3 separate regions of the Zea mays genome follow, and regions 1 and 2 are each linked to region 3. The links are chromatin contacts, called in public Hi-C maps. All regions are on one chromosome and are shown on one strand. Each heading gives the region's core, a stretch centred on a gene start, on an enhancer-like site or on the middle of the called end of the contact. The rest is flanking DNA. Distances are from core to core; before and after follow the strand shown. Region 1 holds the start of LOC100274476 (Patatin-like protein 6). Region 2 holds the start of LOC103626283 (N-alpha-acetyltransferase 38, NatC auxiliary subunit). Region 3 holds the start of LOC100304255 (RING/U-box superfamily protein).

Evidence for each region. Hi-C and Micro-C count contacts between places; a contact is called where the count stands out from the background.
Region 1: a contact with region 3 is called in a Hi-C map of leaf, with 5 times the contacts expected there. The contact joins the promoter of LOC100274476 here to the promoter of LOC100304255 in region 3. A contact is called at or near these places in 3 of 25 Hi-C or Micro-C datasets (all in leaf).
Region 2: a Hi-C map of leaf shows a contact between it and region 3, with 4 times the contacts expected there. The contact joins the promoter of LOC103626283 here to the promoter of LOC100304255 in region 3. A contact is called at or near these places in 3 of 25 Hi-C or Micro-C datasets (ear, endosperm and leaf).

The regions. Positions count from the first base shown.
Region 1 is chr5:44,363,684-44,367,693 of Zm-B73-REFERENCE-NAM-5.0, reverse strand. LOC100274476 (Patatin-like protein 6) reads right to left here and starts at 2,249. Exons shown (of 2, transcript NM_001148835.1): 1 at 1,272-2,249; 2 at 398-1,135. The coding sequence starts at 2,162. The coding sequence ends at 800.
Region 2 is chr5:43,995,701-44,000,082 of Zm-B73-REFERENCE-NAM-5.0, reverse strand. It overlaps LOC103626283 (N-alpha-acetyltransferase 38, NatC auxiliary subunit), which reads right to left and starts at 2,359. Exons shown (of 1, transcript XM_008646673.3): 1 at 1,714-2,359. The coding sequence starts at 2,317. The coding sequence ends at 1,949. It overlaps LOC100285137 (rab geranylgeranyl transferase like protein), which reads left to right. Exons shown (of 8, transcript NM_001158031.1): 7 at 1-99; 8 at 331-869. The coding sequence ends at 722.
Region 3 is chr5:44,150,210-44,154,613 of Zm-B73-REFERENCE-NAM-5.0, reverse strand. LOC100304255 (RING/U-box superfamily protein) reads left to right here and starts at 3,086. Exons shown (of 9, transcript NM_001165698.1): 1 at 3,086-3,238; 2 at 4,224-4,404. The coding sequence starts at 3,194.

The DNA of each region.
Region 1 (4,010 bases), core at 1,000-3,499, 210 kb before region 3:
TTTTCCGCTTTTACGTTCCGTGCCAAGACATGGATGATGTATGTCGGTGTCGGTCGGCAGAGCATGTCGGGTCTCCCGATCCGAGATGGCAGCTGAACCACCACACACTGAGCGTGAGCAAGCACATTCATGGCGATGACCAACGAGTCGTACGGCTTCCTGCCAGATAGTACGTACTAGTTCGTACTCCTCACGATGTTGTGTTTTCTCCTCCTCCAGCTCATCAGTCCATGGCGTGAAAAAGAGAGAGAGAAAAAATACTCCACTATCAGAATGTTCGGGAGCAAAGCCATCACCATCAGGTAAAACTCTGAAGAATCGCATCGTATCGTAGGGCCAGGACGCAGGACAAAGGAAGAAGGGCTGAGCTGTGATCAGTAAACGCCACACCGACAGTAGCATCGTCACATCGCATTGCAATATCATCCAAGCTCCGGGCACTCTACTACGTACGCACGTACATACACTGCGTTTGCAGCACACGCACACATACAGGCACATCTCCTTCCTCTAGCTACGTACACAAATCTCTGGCGCCTTCGCCGCTCGACAGCCCTCCTCGATCTTTCTTCCCGGCCGCGCCAGGCGGCCGGGACCGGGAGCGAGCGCGCAGGCGGCGCCGGCAGGCAATCAAAAGTCAAAACCCCGAGCACCGGCGCCGGCGCCGCGCTAAACTAGAAACCCAAACGAACCAATAAATAAAAAAGCTGAAAACAAAGCAAGGCCACGCTAGTTAAAGCCGAGCTGCTTCTGTCTGTCTGTTGACGGCTCGCTCGGTCGGTCGCTCGTCGTCTCGGTCTCAGGGCGACTCCGACGACGAGTTGGTGGACACGGTGATGAGCGTGGACGCCGACGACGAAGACGTCCGCGGCGTGGCGGAGGGCTTCACCAGCACCACGGGGGTCTTGCTCTCCAGTCGGCGGTGGTGCTCCCGGACCAGCTGCTCCGCCACGCCGTCCAGCCGCTCGCCGTTGGTCTGCGCCATCAGCTTCTTTCCCCTGAACAGCACCGACTCCACGCCCCGCTCCGCCAGCGCCGCCTCCGCCGTCTCGCCGGGCGCAATGCCGTTGCCCTGGATGCGGACGTAGTTGGTCGCTCTGCTCTCCCCGAACACCATCGACACGGCCTGGTCAACCTGCAAAACAAAACAATCCGCGCGCACTGTCAGTGTCAGTGTCAGTCTTGTCCATTCCATTTCGTTCCAGCTGCTGCGGCGGCGGCGGCCGCCGCCGCCCTTTTCGAGATAGAAACGGTCATCTAGGCAGGCTCACCATGTCGGCCTGGCAGGCTCCGGCGATGCGCAGGAGGCTGGAGGACGAGAGCCGGCCCAGCGAGGCTGCGGCGCGCCCGCCGAGGGACAGCACCACGAGATCTCCCGCGCCGGCGGCGAAGGGGAACTCGCGCTTGTTGTGCAGCACGTGCGTCAGCGCCACGGCGGTCGGGTTGGCCACGGCGGCCGACGCGCCGCCCCCGCCTGCCCCCGCCCCCGACGCGGCGCGCAGCCTGGTGCGCCCGTCCAGGGACGCCACCTCCGCGGGGCCCACGCCGCAAGCCGCCGCGCACACCTGCCACAGCGGGAAGTCGAACGCGTCGGCCTCCACGGCATCGGCGCGGGAGAACACGAACGGCGCCGCGGTGGCCATGTCGTAGCACGGGATCAGCAGCGGCTTGGCGGCGTCGCGCACCGTCAGGTCACCGAACACCTTCCGGAACGCGGCCTCGGGGCGCCGGAACGACATCAGGCCCCCGCCACGCCCGGACAGGACCTTCCGGTTCTTGGCCACGACGTCGCGCGCCGCCTCGGCGGGCATCCGGCACGCGAACAACGCCGCCGCGAGGAACCCGCCCGCGCCGGAGCCGGCCGCCAGGTCGAAGAAGTCCGCGACGCGCGCGGCGGGGTTGCCGGAGAGCTCCTGCAGGCGGCGCTCGAGCCGTACCAGCGCTGCGGCGGCCAGCGCGCCGCCGTCGGCACCCCCGTCGATGGACAGCACGCGGACGCGGCCCGCGGAGCACGCGCCGCCCTCCAGCGGCGACGCGCCGAATAGGAAGTTGGACTCGAGGATGGAGAAGATCTCCTGGCTGAGGCGGTCGGAGCCGCCGTTGTACGCCAGAGGGGACGGCAGCAGCGTCTGATCGAGCAGTGCGAGCGAGGCGGTGGCCATTTCCCTTGCGACGTGGAGTGAGACGGCTTCTTGTTTGCTCTGGTATCTGGTCTGTCGGCACCTGGATTGGGTCGCGGACGGAGAATGCGATTGATTGGGAAGGCAGGTGAGGCTGAGGTGAGTGTGCGGCACCGTCTTCCCGGCAGAATTTATACTGGAGCCGCGCACTCTAGCTTCCCGCCACGGCGCATGGTAGCACGCGCTCGTGCCCATTGACGCTGCTGAGCCGCGTGTCCTTTTCTGTCCTCGCTTCACCACTCAATGCTTCGGTTTTGTGGCGCGCTTGGTTTCTTTACGGACCTTTCCTCGCCTCTCCGGCTCTCCCCTTTTACCTCGCCCGGTCTTACCAGGGCGGCAGGTGGGCCATCTTGGTTCTCCTAAATTAGAGCTTAGTTACACGTACAAATAAATGAACATATGAAACATTATTTTGATGTTATATGGCACTGTAGATAAATATAGATTCTAAAATAAATGATGTTTTTCAACCATATTTTTTCTAAGGTCATCGGAAAAGCGAAAAAAGTGGAGGACAATAGTTTCCATCCAAGGGCTAGTTTGCAAATCTCTTTTTTTTTTCAAAGTATTTTCATTTTTCCAAAAAAACATGAACTAATTACATAAGTAACGGCGGGAAAGAAGAGAATTACAACACCAACATCAATAAAACAACATGGTTCAGCTACGATCCTCAGCCTAGTGCAAAGAACTAGGACAAGCACTACATTCCTAATAAACCAAGAACATAAAGGTTTGTTTAGTTAGAAGAGGGTTGAAGGGTGTTAACGGGGATTAAGGAGAAAATAGTTCATTTTCCCCAATCCCTTCTAACCTAATGGCTTGTTTGGTTGCATGTAGGTTAGAGGGGATCCAGTCGCAACATAATCCCTTTTTGAGCAAATGGTTATATTGCCCTAGATCCCCACTAATCTCCATGCAACAAAACAAGTCTTAAGGGGAATAAGCGTTTGGGTTTCCAGACTAAAGTTTAGTTCGTGCCACATTGAATGTTTGAATATCAATTACGTGTATTAAATATATGCTTAATTAGACTTAATAAATCATCTCGTTGGTTAGTCTTAATATATGTAATCATCTTTATAATTAGACTATACTCAGTACTCGTAATTGTCTTTTAAATATTCGATGTAACATGGACTAAATTTTAGTTTGGTAGAACCAAACACCCCTGCATCTAACAAGAAGATGAGTAAGTCAACATATTACTAGGAATACACAAAACAAGGTGGTGTGGTTTCTACGGTAAGCACACTCTAAAGAAAAATTAGGATTCTTCTATTGTAGCTAACTAGGACTAGAAACAATCATTTGTGGCTCTCTCCAACAATTTTCCCTACAGATCTCTCCAACTGTAATTTCTAATATATTTTACTACATCTCCTAAAAGATTCTCCTTCTACATATAGTTTGTATCCAACAATTCTCCTTATATAGCTACCATATACACTATAACTCAGTTAATTAACATGTATTTATCTTTTTTGAAAATTTAAAAATTCATACAACGTTTGTAGTACCATAATACATATTTTTATTATGGCATGGGGCCTAATTAGGGTTTAAAATGTGTTAATAATTAACATATAGAGGGATCATAATGCTCCCACTATATATACAAGAAGATTCATGTCTCTTTGTACATAGGGGGAGCTTTAGGGAGAGGTGTTGGAGACAAAATCCCCTAAACCTCCCCCTATGTTTGGTTGAGGGGGCTTTGGTGGAACTGTTGGAGTCGGTCTTACTAGGGCAACAGGCGAGCCACCTTGGTCCTCCTATATTAGGGCTGAGTTCACACATACACGTAAATGAACATACAAAACATTATTT
Region 2 (4,382 bases), core at 1,110-3,609, 150 kb after region 3:
AGCTTTGCAGATTATCTCTAACATGCATTGGATTTGCTGAACGCCTGTTGTGGGTTCAAATGCTGGACCTAAGCCATAATAGTCTGAGATCAGTCGAAGGTTAGCATTTGAATCATCTCTCCTATCATCCTATGTCCACTTCAAGAAAAAAATAATGATATTTTAATAGTGTGACAAGGCCTGTGATTTAGTTTCTCAAAAGCAGTTGGCCTGCGATAGCTTCTCGAATGCAGTTGCAGAACTGATAATTGGCTTAGTCATTAGCAAATGCCTGAACGATAATATTTGAAAAACACTGGCTTTGGGATGCTAATTTTTTGTTCATTTAAGGATTGGAGGCTTTGCAGCACCTTGTGTTCTTGAACATCAGCAACAACCAGATCAGTGGTTTCACAGCACTTGAATCCCTTACGAAGATAATCTCATTGAAAGTTCTGGATTTATCTTTCAACAAGATTGGAGCTCACTCAATTGACACAACACGGTATATCTGCTCGTCTCCATTCTCACACAAAATGGAAGCAAGTGAAGCTTTTGAAGCGTACCAGAAGGTAAATATCAACGTGGAGGAATACTGGGATGCCATACTGTTTTTCAGATCTCTGAAGTTGGCACAGCTTGATATAAAAGGAAATGCAGTTGCAAGCAAGGAGAACTTCAGAACTATTGTCATGATGCTCATTCCTTGTCTAAAATGGTTTGATGGTGAAGATGTCAATTAAAATGGAGTTGAGCAATGATAGTGTCAAGGCTCACGCTGTAAACCATTTTTTGCTAGAAGGCATTGATTTGCATCATATGTACTGCTATATTTGTTTAAAAAACTCGGCCGGTAGGGGAAAGACCGTCCCCCTCCTGTATTATATTAATAAGAAGTTCAATCGCAGCCCCGATCGAGTAAGATCACGAAAGCTAACCCTCGTGCAACATTAGGGTCCGTCCTCTATAGTCCAGATTTTTGCTCGTGCTTTGAGCCTTCCTGGTCCCTACACGAGGATTTGTCCCTCATAGGTCAGTTTATCTCGTGTGTATACAACCAGGGACCAGCGAGTGACTTTTTCAAGCTCAGCCTGAAATTTGGTCTTACTAAGATTGAAACTCAGGACCTGAGAAGTGCTAATCAGACCATCTAACTAACTCAGCTAGAGGCCATTTCATGTTGCACCCTCAAATTTCATGTTGCAGAGTTCAAAATTTTCAGGATTGAATAGTCAGATTATACGAGAAAGAAGATATGTAATTGCTAGTTGTTTTACTTCCACAAAAGTTTAAGTTCAAAATAGAACAGAGCTTGAATGGGTTGCTCTCTGGCCGACGTTATCTGTCAATGATGTTGTATGCAATTGATCTATCACAGATTTTCGGGAGTTTTGAATGCAGTTGATCTATCACAGATTTTCTCCGTTTTTTACGAGACATGAAGCTAAATTCCCTATTAAGGCTTATTCTTTGTTAATCAAAATTGAATAGAAATAGATTTAATTTGCTCAACCCCTTTGAGCAAAGGAGACTTCCTTGTGGTGCTGCAGTCCCAGACTTAACTAGTTCAACAATTTTTAATTTCTTTGATATGCACTCTTCTGAACTCCTGTTTGTTGATCGATGCACCTTTGAAATTAACTTAAGACTACGGAAAATTAACTCTACATCATAGTAAAAAATAGAAATGCTCATGTACACTAACAGCTGCATCAAATCATTCCTTAAATGAAATGACCATGGTAAAAGTTTTCAAATAAGCAATTCTTTAAAATAGGAGCACCAATTTTCTTCGAAGATGTTAGCTGATACAACAAAAAAGAAAAAAATCATGCAGGGTCTCTCTCAGATAGCAGAATCGATGCAAATTAAATCCCAGCAAGATCTAGGAATGTTATACAAAAGGGTTTATCTATCATGATTCCTGAGTAGCTTGGAAAGCATAGTAACACATATTTAGAAGCACCATTCACTCCAAACACATGAGCGACATCTTCTCTTCAACGGAGCAATCAACCTGGCAAGACGACCGGCAGGCGGCCGGGATCAGGATGAGCCCCAGGCACCTATGCTCCGTCGGAGGCAAGCAATGCCGGGCGCTGCGGTACTCGACGGCGTCCTGGAGGATGATGTTGCCCTGCTTGTCGATGCAGTGGAACAGGCCATGGAAGTAGCGGCCGTCGTTGACGCCGATGAGCATCCGGCGGAACAGCAGCTTCCGGAGCTTCGCGACGGCCGGTGAGCTGCTGCCGGCAGCATCCACGTGCGTAGTGGAGCTGTTGCAGTACGCATCTCCAGAAACCGGGATCGCTTGGGATAGCCCTGGTGGTCCTTCCATTGTGCCAAGAAGGATCCCCTTCTGGTAGATCAACTCGTACAAGGGTGTGGAGCCGTCGATCATGCGGTGGATAGTGTAGATTAGATCGAGACTTTTTAAATCGGGTCGTCCATATCTGATCGGACGACTCAGATCTCACACGGTTCATTAAGTAATGAGTCTAGTCGAGACCGCTTAAATTAGATCGTGTGGTTCTCGTACGCCGATATCCCTTCGGTCAGGAAAAGAGCAAAAGAGTCCCGGGGTTTCCTTTTATTCAACCCACAATCCACATCGGTTATAAAATCAACACTGCGCGTATAGCCGAAGCTTCTTTATATGTTGCTTTGGCCGAAAGTCAGCTTCTTCCATCAGTAGAAGAGCACCTGAAACACACTTGCTTGTGCCAAAATGAAGGTTAAATAGGGACCGTCGGCATAATAGACCCCTAACAGTACGTTCTTGCGAAATGAGTTTTGTTGACACCTTTTTCGAGCGCCAAACTGAAAGGGAAATGTACCCTTGGGCCATTTCTAAGTGTTTTGGTGATTTAGTGTCCAGTACAAGTGCCTAAGTGTCAAATGGTGGACAAAGTACAAATCAAGTATAAAGGTATGTTTCTCAGACTTAGTACATTGTTTTATAGACTAATGTATTGTGTCTAAGTACTGGAAACAGGAGAAATCGAATTGGAAGAAAGATGGCTTTGTTCAGCCAAAGTTAGCTCTGTCTGGGTGCACCGGGCTGTCCGGCTCAGGGGAACTTGCTGCTCTCGGGAAGAAATTAACGGCGTACGGCTATAATTCACCGGACTGTCCGGTGTGCACCGGACAGTGTCCGGTGAGCCAACGGTCGCCGGGCCAACGGTCGGCCGCTTAATCTGGGCGCGACGCGTGGCCGAGCCAACGGTTAGAAGGGGGCACCGGACTGTCCGGTGTGCACCGGACAGTGTCCAGTGCGCCAACGGCTCCAAGGCACCAACGGTCGGCTTCGCCAAATAAGGAAAGAGATCCGCACCGGATAGTGTCTGGTGGTGCACCGGACTGTCCGGTGCGCCAGTCGACAGAAGGCAAGAAATGCCTTCCTGGAATGCACTCAACGGCTTCTAGCTGCCTTGGGGCTATAAAAGGGACCCCTAGGCGCATGGAGGAGAACACCAAGCATTCTCTAAGCATTCCTAAGCACTAAGACATCGATTCCGCGCTTTTGATTCCTTGCAATAGCAATTAGAGCTCTAGTTGAGTTGTGAACTCGTTGAGTTGTGTTGTGAGCTCTTGTTGCGACTTGTGTGCGTGGTGTTGTTGTGATTTCTTGTCTTGAGTGTGTTGCTCATCCCTCCCTTATTTCGTGCTTCTTTGTGAACTTCAAGTGTAAGGGCGAGAGGCTCCAAAGTGTGGAGATTCCTCGCAAACGGGATATAGTAAAGCAAGCAAAACACTGTGGTATTCAAGTGGGTCTTTGGACCGCTTGAAAGGGGTTGATTGCAACCCTCGTCCATTGGGACGCCACAACGTGGAGTAGGCAAGCGTTGGTCTTGGCCGAACCACGGGATAAACCACTGTGCCATCTCTGTGATTGATCTCTAGTTGGGTTGTTGTGTTTTGTTGAGACTCCTCTCTAAGCCACTTGGCATTATTGTGCTAACACCTAATCAAGTTTTTGTGGATTAAGTTTCAAGTTTCACAGGATCACCTATTCACCCCCCCCTCTAGGTGCTCTCAATTGGTATCAGAGCCGTTATCTTCACAAAGGGACTAATCGCCCAAAGAGATGGATCCTAAGGGGAAGGGAATTGTGATCAACGATAAGGAGAAGGAGTCCTTCGTCAACGAGCCGAAGGATGACAAGCCTACCGACTCGGGCTCGGGCCACAAACGCAAAGATGGGAAGAAGAAGAAGACAAGACGCATCAAGGAGATCATCTACTACGATGACAGCGATGAGTCCACTTCTTCCCAAAAGGACAACGACGACAACGACTACGACAAAAGAAAGACGGTTAATTCGAACTTTTCTTTCGATTACTCTCGTATTCCGCATAGCTCAAATGCACATTTACTTTCCATCCCTCTTGGCAAACCTCCAC
Region 3 (4,404 bases), core at 1,837-4,336:
CCATGGATGGGGATACCTCGGCCATCGGTTTTCGGATGGACGAATGAGATTTGGCGCGGGGTAATGATTCGGGTGATCTAAGCAAGGGCGTCAGATCGGGATCGAACGGTCCTAAGTCCGTACCGGTTCAGATGTGTGGTCTTCTAATCCGAGCCCCTGATTCTCGATCTGACGGCACACAGTTTGCCATACCCCTTCGGCTAGCGTGTTTTGTGAAAGAGACCCTGAAGAACATGGAAAACAACCCGCCGTCCAGGTTATGGGTAAAATCATTACTGTGGGGTCCTAGCATTTACAAAAGTGACCCAGAACTTATTTAAAATTGAGGCCAAATACCTTGGTCTCGGTTAATTGGTAAGAATTAATTTAGAAAATGATTTTTTGTATAAAAATAATGTCAGAAACTTGTTTAATTCATTGTAACTTCGAATTGATCCGTTCCAGTTGCATTAATCTTGTACTAATCTTGTTCTTCATCTAGTAACCTTATTTTATCATGAAACCTATGGCTAAAATGATGCACTCAATTGGTTGTATATCTATCACTAGAAACTTCATAAAATCATAACTCTTTGACGGTAACTCCGAATTTAGTAGTTCTCAAACCCACGATCTCGTAGCAATGCGTAGATTATGATTATGCATCTTGTGCTTATGTTTGGTGTAATGTTATTTTTTCCTGTACCATGTTTGTTTGTATGGTTGCGAATAGCGGTGAGATCACGAGAATCTGAAGATCATCCTGGTACCTGGAATCTTGAGTCTCAGGCAAGTTATGCCCTTGACCACTCCTTTTTACCTAATAATGTTCACTATTAATCACTGTGACATGTTCAAGTTAATTTGATGGGACCTAATAGGTTTCCCTAGCATTGTTTATCCCCTACCTTGCAAACAGATGAATTATTGGGTAGTTTTGCTATTTATCTATCTGGTTTTGGAAACTAATGTTTCATTATGATCATGTTCCAATTATGTTGTTGTTTAATTATTTTTCATGATAAGATTATATTGTTAATTGGAACATGGGGAACCACCCGGGAAAATAGTGCTACCACAAGGGTGGTATGGGACGCCCTTGGCTGACTAATTAGGAAAGTTAGTGGAGGACTACCTTACCCGAAAGGGGCAAGGGCAGTAGGGGAGTGGTTAGTGTAGGGAGATCCTCGGGTTGATTTTGCTGCGATGGCGGTCAGACGAGGGATCCCTGTATTAGGACTTCCTAGAAACTGTAGCAGGTTTTCTGAAGCTAGTGGAACTTTGTAAAGGCCTCGTAGTGTTACCCTTCCTCGCTTCCTTGGTAGAGGTGTATGGGATTCATGACCCCTTGACAGATGTGTAACATGACTTGTGGGTAAAGATGTGCAACCTCTGAAGAGTGTAAAACTGGTATATTAGCCGTGCTCACGGTCATGAGCGGCTCGGACCCTCACATGATTAATTTATGGAACCAAACTTAATTTGTCATATGCATTGCATCGCGGGTGTTGTTACCAATTTTGATCTATTACTTATTTGGGTTGGTATCTACTTACACTTAGTAACTGCTAATAAATTTTTGACCAACTTTAAAAGCAATACTCAGCTTTAGCCATCCTCTTTGGTAAGCCTTACACTTCACATGAGCTCCCACCTTTGGCGAGTTCATGCACATTATTCCCCACAACTTGTTGAGCGATGAACGTATGTGAGCTCACCCTTGCTGTCTCACACTCCCACAGGTCAAGAACAGGTACCACAGGATGATGCGTATGGAGGATGCTATGATGAGTTCGTGAGAGGTCTAGGCCGCCGTCTCCCAGTCAACTTTGGGTTGCCGGATCGCTGTCTTTATATGATATAATTATTTAACTATTTTGTACAGGACTCTATTATATATAAATGATGTGACATTCGTTTCTGTACCATGATTTATCATATGTGTGAGACTTGGTCCCAACACACTTGGTGATTATGTTCACGCCCGGATCTTAGTGCCCCCGAAATCCGGGTGTGACACAGGTGTTGTATAAGAGAGGAGGCTACAATGAACGTTGGTTCATATGCCAACCTTCTTTGTTTATATATGCAGTATGTAAGGAATCACAACCATAAGATTGTTGCACCCCGATAAAAGTGCGAGATAGTGTCCGACTCAGTCTCTTGACCGACTCGAACGAGCTCAACCCCAACAACATTATGTTTCCTCCTTTTAAAATATAGGCCATTTATATTTTCAAAGTTATTTTTTAAAACCTTAACCAAATTTATATGAAAATATACCAACATCAATAACATGTTAGTTCTGTAAGACCCGTTGACTTACTTCTTAATAGTGCATTAGTCTACAATGTATATGTTAAAAATATTGCTCAAAGTTAGAAAAAACTCGATTTCAACCAATCTAAAGAAATCTAGTAATGGTGGAATGGAAGATGAAGGCAAAGTTTGAATCGTTTTCAAAACGAGTGGTATTTGGGGTGAATGTCTAGTCTCATAGTCCAGGAAAAAATGGAGGTAAAAGAAGAGTTCAAACTGGACTAAGGTGGTCTTCCACCAAATATTTTTCCCTTTAGATATCCCTCCAAATATCTAACCATTCCTTCACCTCTAGAGGACTACTCACTTTGTTCTACAATAGTTATTGCTATAATATTTATATAGGTCCAAATTTTCTAAATTTGACTAGATTTATAAAAAAAACTATTAGCAACATTTATATCTCTATATAAATTTATACACAAAATTTAAAGATCTATCTAATAATACTAACTATGCACTATAAATAAATATTGATATGTGCACGTGTGTGTATATATATGTATATAAGTCCATGCATTACTACAGTTTTTGTATATTATATAAGTTGTCTTAACAATCAAAGTTCAATTCTTATTTGTGTATAATTTTATTCCATTTTTTATTAAGCAGGAAGAAAAATGGTGACGCGGGACGGCCATGAAACCGATGCTTTATATAATAGAGATGGTTAAAATTTAAAATAATTGATTTTTCGAAAATCTGCAATATCAACTGTTTTAAGACGGAGGGTGTAAATAGGATAAAGTATGGACCCGGGCAACAAACTGGCCTTTGCAAAAGCGCCCTTCAGCTCCCGGACCGCTTCCCCTGAGCTGCTGCCCAAGAACTTCGACACCACTTGCCCACCCTCCCTGGATTCTTGCGGCTCTTCCTCGAGCTCATCGAATCCTTCATGGAGAGCGCCGAGGGACCGTCCCCGTACTCCGGTGATCGAGCGGTGAGATTCGTACGCCCTGCTTTGCCCTACTCCCCTGAGATTTGCCCCCTCCATTTCTCGTACAGTTTTGGCTCATGCTCTGCCAATTTCTTGATTCCCGTGCGAAGACTACGCGCCACCGATTACCACCTACTTGTTCTCATCTGATTGGATTTAAATTGGATCTTAGATTAGCTACAACTCCAAAGATGCGACCTTTGCTGGTGAATTGTGGCTGAGCTGGGAGAATCTTTGTTCTGCTCTTTTGCGCTTCGGTTTTCTTTTTATTTTTATTTTTTGGCAAACTAGATTAGGACCAGAAGATCGAATATTTCCTGCTTTGCTTCATCCGGCAGTTTTCCCTCGGCAGTGATTAATTGCTCTTCTTTTCCTAACTGGACTCCTTGTACTACCACTGTGTCACATGTCACATGAGCTAAAATTGGATTAGATTCTATTTTGAGGCCCTTTACCTTTCTGATGAAACTGCTGTATTGTATCAGTTTTCTTTATTTCCGTGTACTGGGTAACTCTGTGATTATGTCACCACAAGTATAGCTGTAGAATTCAATTGCGTGCATATTTAGCTCAACGTCTTCTGAGTAATGTAATACCAGGCCAGATTCAGAATCTTATACCGCATGAATTCTCTAGGTTACACCTTAAAGAACTAGCATTTTTAATTTACGGCATGTCCATGTGATTGTGCCGCGGCCAGACATTATGAATAGAATTGGGGAAATCAAAAGAGGATTTAATGGCCTGTTTCAGTTTCGTTCCTTTTGAGTTTACTTTCTTTTGTCGACATGTAAATTTAGACTCCGGCGGACATACGGGATATTGTCACTCCATTTGTTCATAAAGCTTGATGAGGTATCATGGGTAAATGAAGCCCCTCTTTCATGGAAGTGATGGGGGTTCCTCTTTTTTGCGTCACTCATTTACCAAGCTTTATCTGGTTTATTTGACCATGGTTTCTGGATGTATTGTTTACTTGACTGTGTAGGCACCGGTTCAGGATGGCAATGGCCAAACTACACCTGGGCATAATTCGCGAAGGCCAAACCTTTCTTTGCAAATACCAGCTAGGACCTTGGATACCAATATACCTTCATCGACAAGAGTTACTATATCCTGCAGCCCCAGTTCAACGAGAGTGGGTTTGCCACCGAGACCTAATTCGACGA